2 separate regions of the Mus musculus genome follow, and region 2 is linked to region 1. The links are chromatin contacts, called in public HiChIP or PLAC-seq maps. All regions are on one chromosome and are shown on one strand. The core of a region is the stretch at or near the end of the contact, and the rest is flanking DNA. Distances in the headings are between cores, read along the strand shown.

The links. HiChIP or PLAC-seq counts read pairs in DNA pulled down with a chosen protein or histone mark.
Region 2: a contact with region 1 is called in an H3K4me3 HiChIP or PLAC-seq map of embryonic basal ganglia, with 2.9 times the contacts expected there. The contact joins the promoter of Rps18-ps4 here to the enhancer-like site in region 1. A contact is called at or near these places in 4 of 39 promoter capture datasets (the 3T3-L1 cell line, cranial neural crest, hippocampal neurons and 1 more), 1 of 484 Hi-C or Micro-C datasets (bone marrow-derived macrophages), 3 of 115 datasets of contacts at active chromatin or transcription factors (VIP interneurons, embryonic basal ganglia and oligodendrocyte precursor cells) and 1 of 9 other capture datasets (embryonic stem cells).

What each region holds. Positions count from the first base shown.
Region 1 is chr13:97,407,765-97,412,753 of GRCm38.p6, forward strand. No RefSeq gene overlaps it. Among named protein-coding and RNA genes, the nearest start is that of Lncenc1, 25 kb to the right of the region's middle. Within about 2 kb of position 2,582, at least 18 of the 459 cell types and tissues checked have an H3K27ac peak or open chromatin away from gene starts, as enhancers often do. A contact at or near this core is called in VIP interneurons and embryonic basal ganglia, where this site is marked.
Region 2 is chr13:97,749,855-97,755,225 of GRCm38.p6, forward strand. It overlaps Rps18-ps4 (ribosomal protein S18, pseudogene 4), which reads left to right and starts at 1,258. Exons shown (of 3, transcript NR_152263.1): 1 at 1,258-1,298; 2 at 1,558-1,715.

The DNA.
Region 1 (4,989 bases), core at 1,332-3,831:
TTTTAACTGTGCCATCAACAACTGGCTTTATTGGCTCATTTAGAAAAGAAAATAAAGGGAAAGAAAATCCAAGAGCAAAATGCTATTTGAAATTCCCTTTTGTGGGCCAATCAGGGTAAAGGTGCATTGTGGGCCAGTGAGGGTAAAGATGCTGGCTGTGTTTGCTGCCAAACCTAGCAACCAGAGTTCGATTTTTGTCCCTTATGGTGGAAGTAGAGAATGGATTATTGCAAGTTGTCCTCTGACCTCCACGTCTGCACCATGGCACTTGTGTGCCCCCCCCCAAAGTAAACAATATTAAAAAAATTGATAAAACTCTGAAACACTTTCTACATTCTATGTTGTAGTTACTTCTTTTAACTACTGTTATTACTATCATTAACATTTTCAGCCTGAAGTATAACTTTTTGCAAATTATGTCTCCATGTTTTATTGTGATAAAATACATAGAACATACATTTGACCCATTTGTAGCTACGTACTTTAGATTTAGTGATGGTGAGTTTCTAGTCTTGCAGGTTTTAGGCACTAGGGTTTTTCTTAAGATTTCTGCCAGATTCCCAGGACTGCTGAAGGACAAAGAGTCGATTCGATGCTTGGTATTGTATGAATGAATCCAAACCTTATCGTATCTAAAGCTTTTAGATTAATTGAATTTCGAGTTTTTAAAAGGACGTTGGTGGTGATGGTGCAACCAACCATGAGACACAGCTGTATTCTCACAGGTTATTAAGGGCACTTTGCTGGTGTGATGATAATTCAGATCGAAACACTGAGAATTACACAGGAACTGCTTCTCTGCCAGGGCGCTCAAGCCTTGGCTGCGTGCCACTTCTAGCTTATCTGAAATGTCACACCATCACTGCGACAGGAATCACTTTGCTCTTGTATATCCACTTTGGGGTTGGCCACAGGATTCTAAGAACGTCACTCACTTATTCTGTACCATCCTTCCTCCCAGACAGTAGAAGCATTTTTTTCTTCACATTTCAAAGAATTAAAAGACATAATGAGCTCTGTGCTGACAGCATTTAGGTCTGAAATGTCCTCAAAGGTCCATGCTTTGTCTGAGGGCAGCATGGGACTACTGGGAGGTGATAGAACCTTAGGAGGCGGAGCCTAGCAGGAGCGCTTCAGGTCATTGGTCCTCAGAGGCCTTGGTAGAGCTCCTGCCTCGTCCTCTCTCCTTCTGGACGTTGAAGCTCTTTTGTTCCACTCTCCCACATGCTGCCTCATTACCAAGGCTTAAAAGCCATATCTCCAAGTGGCTCTCGGGCTGAAACCTCAGAAACTGAGAGCCAAAAGAGGCCTCTTCTCTTCGGAAGCTGATCACCAAGGCGTTGGTCACGATGGGGGAACAGCTGATGAGCACATCTGTGGACAGCACAAGACAATTACAGTGGCGTCCGTGATTTCGTGGCGTGTACACGCCTGGCTTTGTTCTTACCCAGTATCTCAGTACCAGGAGTCTCAAACATCATGTGAATGGGTGCATACTCGCCCGGAGTGGGGTCTATATTGTTGCTTTAATTAGCTACTTTCTCCCTTTATGCAACTCCTCACAGGAGCATGGGCAGTAAAGCAAATGGAGCTCACATTTCTCCTCGCTCACTTGGCAGGAATTTCGTCTTGCCCCATGTGGACGGCATTTGCACAGCTGCTATACCCACCGAGCGATAAAAAACAACGCCAGCTCAAGGCTTGGCTAGACCTGTACTTTGTTTCAGCAAAATACCTTAGGAAGTAAGGGGTTAAGCCCTCCTTCTACTTCTATTGCCTCCTCCTTCTCTTGACTCCTCCCTCCTCTGCCTCAAGTAGAGCACTCCACCTAGTCAAGACTGTCTTTGATAATCGGCAATGCACTTTTTGATCATCCCAATCACAGATGCAACTGTTCTCGTGACTGGAGAGGCACTTAAATCAGAGCTGGGAGCCTCTGCCCTTACATCTGTCATGCTACTGCCAGTACAAGGAATTTTGCTATTCACATTAAAAAAAAAAATCAGTTTGTACTTTATAATACTCTGCACTTAAAGAACATGATTACTGCTAATTATCATTTAGAAAATTGTTTTTTTTTGCTTGATTAGAGATTTTTAGCAGTGTGTACTGAAATCTAGTGGGCCTTCATTATGTGTGTTACTTTGCAGTGGATACTGGCTTAAATATTAATATATGGAAATTCAGCTTCATCTGCTGTACCTTTTGATGTCAGCGGCATAATCAGTATAATTGGCTTAGATTGTTTTTCTCCTATTTGTATTTCATACCAGCTAATGTCATTAGTGGGCTAACTACTGAGTGGGGGATCTGCATTGTAGAGCTGCTTCCTGGGCGCATTATTACCATTGGTTTTGATTATTTTAACTCCCAGACACCCCAGGCAGGTCCTCAAGCTGTGCCATATTGTTTAAAGACCTGATCCTCCTGGCCCCCATTCAGAGAACAAGACTTTTCTGCGTCTGAAAGCCCATCAATGCTCTGATAAATGCTGATGCTTCTGGTTGGTCTGGGGCCAGCTTGCTTTTTATAGCATAAGGCAGAGGCTGCGTAGCCCAGGGCCTGTGTGCCCTGGCTCTGAATGGCTCTATGTAGCATGGCAGCCACTAGTGTCCACGAGGAAGCTGGAGCTTGGTCTGGATGTCCCCCGGAGGTCTGGCTGTGTAATTGGCTGGCATCTCAGAGCCTGGCATTAGGGTTTTGCCTCTTTAACCAGTCCCATGTAGCCTTTTTGCTGGTACAGCCATCATATCTCCCTCTACCCTTGAGGCTTGCAAATTTATCTTTTGTACTTTAAAAAAAAAATGATGGCTGGACCTACTTAGGGATTGGAATCTCACTTCCTTTTGGGTTTTGATTATATTCCAAAACCAACTGTAAAAGGAACCCCACATTAAAGTCTAAGTTTGGCTACAGTCGGCCACAGATTCTGCTAACCCTCCGGCTGGGGCACACATGCTTAGTTTTTGTTGGTGGTGGTTATGAAGTCATTTGTACTTGTATAGAGCTTGACTGTTAAGGCTGCAGGGGAACTTACCGAGCTTGTGTGCTGCATCTGCTTGTTTATAGATGAGAAAACAGAGGCTAGGAGTGGTGAATTCCAGCCGGGGTCACAAAGCTACTGAGAGGTAAAAAGATTCCCTTTGCCCAAGCAGGGTCCTTTACTTCTTAAGTGGTACCTTGTTTCCAGATGACATGCTATTGCAACATATTGCGCACACCAGCTAATCCCTCTGTGTGTGATTGACAGCTGTTATGTGCACACGTTGTCCAATGTGACTTGGGGGCCAAGAGTTTTTATAAGGGAAATGAGGGTACGAAAGAGGATATAATGAAAAGCATGTGTATGTGTCCACACACAATCCGCCTGTTAAGGGTGTTAGCAGGGTGATTGCTGCCTGAACGTGACTCACATAAGTCATTGGATTAGAGGGCTAGGTTGGACTAATTTAGAGACACAGAAGGAGTAGGGACCAGAAAGGTATAATAATAAATTTCTTATGAGGGATTAGCTGGTGGAGGCTTCGAGGCTCTGCTGTCTGGAGGTTGGAGAGCTGAAGGAGCGGCTGTTGTAGGTCTAGAACAAGCCTGGAGCGGCTGTTGTAGGTCTAGAACAAGCCTGAATGCTTGAGGACCAGGGAGCTGCTGGTGCCACTGCTGGTTTAAGTCCAAAGACCTAAAAATAAGAGTTCTGGTGTCGGGGGCAGAGAAGGTAGATGTCACAATGGAGGCAAATTTGCCTCCACAAATTAGATGACACTCCTTGACATTAGTGACAGCAGCTGTCTTTCCACCATGTACAGATTTAACTGCTAATGTCAGCCAGAAACAGGATCACATCACACTCGGAAATAGTGTGCTATCAGCAATGGCCATGGAACGTAACCTGGCCAAAGTCTTAGTGCTCCTTCTCCTGAGATGGCAGCTCTCGGCTTCTGTAGTTCTGGGGAAATGCTACTTTCTAGAGCTTATGGAAGCTGTCCTTGAGAGCATCCCTAGCCTATTTTCATAAATTTTTTTGCTGTCCAGTTGGAATCCATGACTTTGAAATGCTCCCTTCTTCCTTGAGAAAATGGAAGAGAGGAGAGGAACTGGGTAGCAATTTTTCTGTTCAAAAATTTCTCTTATGTTTTAGAACCTACCGGGATGTAATCCTAATGAATGCAGTCATTAGGTGATTTTTAATTATTAAAGGCACTTTGGAATTTTTAAATAAGAAGCCTCTAGGGTGAATATTTTAGACTATGTGACAGTAGTGTTAATAACCAGCAGTTCTTCTAACAGTTGGTTTAAGTTAATTTGGCTTCATCAAAGGAAACAAATAAAATTAATCCAGACAATATTTTACCACATATGTCTAGAAACAAGACTCTTAATCTTAAATAATCATTTCCTGATGTTTCCTCTCTGAGCCAACCCTCTCCTTATTTGAATTTGTCAGTTTATGATACAGAGAAGTGAGCTAGCGATTTTCTACTCGCAGTCATGTGAGGCCTGGTCTTCAGATTTGCCTTGGCCTGTGGTCATGGCACGACACCTTCCTGTCCAAGTCTCTTGAAAATGTCAGGCAAATGGGTCGTCTGGCAATGAGTCAACACTGGACATAGCCAGACATTTGGAGACTGGGTTTTCTGTCTCAGTTGCTAGGGAATTTTCCAATTGAGTAGCCTTGGACACATCACAGGCTACTTTAGTAAGATGGAAAGGACCAGAGAAGGACTGGGCCAGTGGCTCTAGACTTCTGGGTTTCACAAAACAATGGGATTTCTAGAATGATTTTGGAGACCAACATAGGATTATCAAGGTTGTTTTCCATGTAGTATTGTAAAAAAGTCCCAAATGTCAGCCCCCTGGGAGCATACTGAGCAGTGTGTGTGTGTGTGCTTAATCTTAAAATTCCATGAAGAAACACAATATGGTGACTACTGAGTCAAAATACCTCTTAAAGGTCCTTCTAGATGGATAACTGACTTAGTTTCAGGTTGGACT
Region 2 (5,371 bases), core at 8-2,507, 340 kb after region 1:
TATAGTAAACCCCTGTCTCCAAAAGGGGAATGGCTGGGATGATAGCTTAGACGGGAAAGTGCTTGGCACAAGAATGTGGGCCAGAGTTCAGTTCTCCAGAACCCATATACAACACACAAAAGCCAGGCAGGTGACAAAAATTGAAACCTCAAAACTGGTAAATTGAGGACATGGACCCATGGGGGCTCACTGGACAGCTATCTTATCCTGCTTGTTGAGTTCTAGGCCAGTGAGTAAACCTGCCTCAAGAAAATAAGGTGGGTAGTTCCTGAGTCACAATAGGCAAGGCTCATACACGCATGTGCACATCCATGCAAGCACACACGGAAGGACTCATGCACATGTACACACATGCAAGCACACACACAAGGCTCACGTGCGTGTACACACACACACACACACACACACATGCACAAGAGGAAAAAATAGCCTTCCAAACTTCTTCAGGGTTCAACCCGGAGGAAGAACACTTCCCTCCACTCTTGCTGAGTTTCCTTAGGGGTTTCCTTACAGAGAGTGCCCGTTGCCTTCTTACCTACTTCTCACAATGGCACAGACAATAGCAATCAACCCATCGATCAGTCGATCAGAGCTTGCACTTGAGCTTGGATATCCGCCACTCTTAGTCAGACAGAAATTTCCCAAGCAACACTATAAAGGACTATGACTTAATCTGTCAGGCTGGCTCTGCACTGTGGCACCAAATAAACCACCTTTGCAATGAGATAGTTTAGAACTCAAAGGGCTGGGAACACAAAGTCACATCATACGTTTATTCTAATTTCTTTCGAAGAAAATGATATATATCATCGTATTATTTTACATTACTAAATTATATAAAGTACTCTTAATGGCTGCTATAGTTTGTTGTATGTGCCTATGTTTCTCTTGGCAGCACTTGCTCGAACCTATTCCATTAACAGAGCTACACGAATTTGATTTTAGAAAAAAAAAATAATCCATCCTTGGAAGGAAAGTGTCATCACTTTCATGGAAACAATATCCCTCAGCAAACAATGCCCTTTATTTTGGCAACCTGTCCTTCCTGCCATCTGCCTTGCAAAGCACTTGCCAGGGTTGCAATAATAATTGAGTTAGAGAGGGAATTAGATGTAATGAAGGGGAAGAAAATTGATTGCTTAATTTTTATTAACAGAATGCAAGAGAATCGTGAAGCCCTGCTGTGAACCAAAATGAGACAAAGAGGGGGAAACACAGAGAGGACTCCAGGTGGCAGAAGTGTGTCTGCACACACATGTGCAGTCCTCCACAGAGGCTGAGGAGAGGCCAGCGGATAGGTGAGTCGGGGACTCTGGAAGGAAGGGCTAAAAGGCAAAGACAGCCAGAACTGAGCATATGAGCCTATAGAGAAAGGGCACAGCCGGCCAGAGCTTGTGTGTCTCTGCTGGGAAGGGAGGCTGAGCATTTCCTACATTCTGCCTGGCAGGGATCCCATCCTTGCTAGGTTGAGCCAGGATGCATGTGGGCATACAAACATGAGTTTCTTCTGGGCCTCCACCCTCCAGCCACGGCTAGTAACCTTTATGGGCCTTGTAGATCCATAAAGAAGAATGCAGAGGTGAAGGATACTCAACAGAATGCTGTCCTGATGTGCATGAAGCCCTGGGTTCCGTTCTCAGCACCAAATATACTGGGCCTGCTGGTATAAGCTGGTGATCTCAGCACACAGGAAGTGAAGGCAGGAGAGTCAGAAGGTCAGAGTTAAGCTTTGGAGGTTGCTCAGTGGGTAAGAGAGTTTGCTGAAGAGGTATGTAGACCCAAGTTCAAATCCCCAGCTTCCACATAAAAAGCTGGGCATGGCCATGAGTAACCCAGGGTGTTATTGACAGAGGCAGGAAGATCACCTGAGGGTAATAAAGCAGAGAGGAAAATAACAGGATGCCTGAGGTCCTTTTCTGGTGAGTGTGCATGCCCCCTACGTTCAGATGTACGTATTCTGAACACAAACAACACAAAAAAGTTATTTAAAACTGATTTAAGGAAAAAAATCAAACAAACGGGCTAAAGGGATGGCTCAGTGGTTAAGAGCACTGACTGCTCTTCAAGAGGTCCTGAGTTCAATTCCCAGCCACCACATGATGGTTCACAACCATATATATATAAAATAGATAGAAATCTTAAAACAACAATAACAAAGACGAAGCTCAAAGTCCATCTTGGCTGCATAGTGAGTTCCAGACAGATTGAGCTACATCTGATCATATCTCAAAAACAAAACAAAAATTTTCTGGGGTCAATCAGACTATGTCTTCTGCTTATCATTAAGGAATGCCCATGCTAACTCTACTATCATACAATGTTTCCTTCTTAGAGTAACCAGTAACTCCCATAATCTTCTTGCCAGTCCCGAGAATCAGCACAAATCCATCCCTGTCACATGACGGCTGTGGGAACTCTGGGATCAATTGGAAGCCGATCTTTGTAACGTGAAGTGCAAGGAACAAACGGCTCAGAAAGAGAAAGCCCCCCGGAAGTCCAATCGTCATCAGAGAGGGTTCCACTAACAGCTGATGGGGACAGATGCAGAGACCCACAACCAAACATAAGGCTGATAGAGGCCCCAAATTGAAGATCTTCACCATGCCCCTTCTCTTGGAGCTTAGGGAACCCTGCAGAAGAGGGGAGAAAAGGATTGCAGAAGCCAGAGAGTTGAGGGCACCAGGACAACATGGCCCACAGAATCAACTAAGCAGGGTTCCTAGGTGCTCACAGCGACTACTGTGGTAATCACGGAGCCTGCGCGGGTCTGTGCTGGGTCCTCAGCATATATATTAGTGGTTTTTAGCTAGGTGTTTTTGTGGGATTCCTAGCAGTGGAAGTAGGGTTGTCTCCAAGTCTTTCACTTGCTCCTGTGACCCTTTTTCTTCCTAGGCCTTGCCCCCCGCCCCCCCCCCGCCCACCCCCCCACCCTCCCACCCCCGCCCTGATAGGAGGCTTTGTGCCTAGTGTACTGTATCTTGTTACATGGTATTCAGTGGGTATCCCTGGAAGGCCTGCTCTTTTGTGAAGGGAAATGGAGGAGGAGTGGATGGGGGGCAGGGCATGGGGAGCAGAGTTGAGGGGAGGCTGGGAGGAATGGAAGGAGAGAAAACTGTGGTTGGGATACATTGGAAACAAAAAAGTAAATTGGAAAGAGAGACATTCTCATGACAGTGCCATAGCTTCATTGTAGGACAGTTCCCTGTCTTCTTACTTCTTGATTCTGGGGATCAAGTTCGTGGTTACTCAACTATACATAATGTGAAATGCGTATTGTTACAATTATGACAGGCTCCTTAAAAAACAAACAAACAAACAAACAAACAAACCCCAGCCTCTCACTTTTCCCTCTCAGAGAAAGGCTGGAAGACACAAAGCCACATTCTATACTAGCCAGTGAGGATAACCTGCATATGTTTGCATTACAATTTTGCCTATACAACAAACAAACAAACAAACAAACAACCCTCCAGCAATGCAGGAGGCAAGACCTAATATCTATAGTCATCTCTAAAAGGGAGTAGGGATGAAATAGGCTTGACGTATGAAACTTTCCAGGATATGTGAAAATATTCCCATTATAAATGTCACAGATGTCTGTGTCCCATAACTCTTGCAGGTTGGAGAAGGGGGGACACTCCTGCAGTTGAGGCCAGTCTGGGCTATACAGTGAGAGCCTGTCTTACAACAAAGCAAAGCAAAACAAAACAAAACCAAACCAACACCAAAACCAAAACCAAAACCAAAACCAAAACCAAAACAAAAACAAAAACAAAAACAAAAACAAAACCAGACAGCTATCACACAGTATGCAATATCCTCCACCAAGAGAGAAGAAAGTGAAAAAAAAAAAAAAGAAATTTAGGCAAAAATGAAAGAACAGGGGGGCTTGGCTACTGAATGCCTACGTAAGCAGGGAATGATGGGGCCAGATGTATGATTTTTCTCTTTCGCATTTCTGCCTAATTTTGCTGAAATCGTCATAACTACTTACAAGGCAGAAAGCAAAATTTTAATGTTCTTAGATTCGGAGAGTTATATATATATTAACATTTTCCAAAACTAGTTGGGGACAGCAGTTAGGAAAAGTCATCTTATTAAATTGCAACACAGATGACTTACAGCAGATGAGGTTTGATCCCCATAAACCCAAGGAGAGTAGAAAATACCGGTGGGGTTGTGTCCTAATAAACCCTACATGCCGAATCTAACAAAGCTCAGGAGGGCAGCTAATTGCTGGGCATGGTGGCCCACACCTGTGATCACAGCACTCTGGTCACTGTGACAATAAAGTCACCACCTGAAGACCAGCTTTGGTACCTAAGACTCCACCTCTAAAGAACACACAAACAAACAAACATGCCATTTAAAGAGCGACGACAGCTCTTTAAAGAGAACACAGTGTACCTCGGAGGCTCTTTTTGTCCCCCTGCCCCATGACTGAGCTGGCTTGGAACTGTAGCTCACCAGTGCTGCCTGTAACAGAGGAGAGGATCCCAGGGTGTATTGCTGGCCTCGGGGTGGGGGTGGGTGGGTGTGGCTGAGTGGTGGGGGTGGGTGGAATATATCAGAATTCAAAATAGGAATTACCCAGTGTCTCTTGCTGTCACACCAGGAGGAGGATGGAATATGGAAAATGGACCCACCATGGATCAGGGGCTGCCTGTAGTTTGAAGGATATGTCTCTGCGCTGGGTGGTGAGGACCGAGATTCCGTTAGTAGCCTCCCTGAGGCCTCAGTTAATCATACTTCCCCTCACATTGTTGGATATTCCCAGACTCGCTTGACACCATTCCCCTTTTTGGAGCTTGGTTGAGTCTGTAATTGGATATTTTCCGAGGACTAATAACCTTTACACTGCCCCTTGCCCATGTGGTTCTCACAAGTTATGCTGGAACCTAAAATATGCAAAGGGGTGCTCACTCGGGCTGCCCACACACACCCGAGCCAGCCCCAAATTGTTCTTCGCAGAGAAAAACCCTCAAATTGAGGTGACGGTTTTACCTCAAAATATAATCCCTAGCCTCAAGATTGCTCTCTTCCAAGTGTGTCAGAAATTTGAGAGATGTAAGCCAGTGGTTCTAGTTGTCTCAAATCATAGCATAGTCTTCCCGGACTCAGAGCAGGCCGTACATGAATTCCCAGAACATTTTGATAGTATCTCAAGGCATGAGCTGATCCACATATCTACCCATCAGACGTGTTAATTCAGACAACAGCTATCCATGGGCTTTCCAGAACTCAGGGACTTGCTCTGTTGACTCCAAGAGTCTGGGAATGCCATCCCTCTAGGTTCAGCTGAAACCAGGCCGAGGAGACCATTGCTGAGTCCCTGTTATACAACAACTATGTGTGTGGCTTTGCCAGAGGT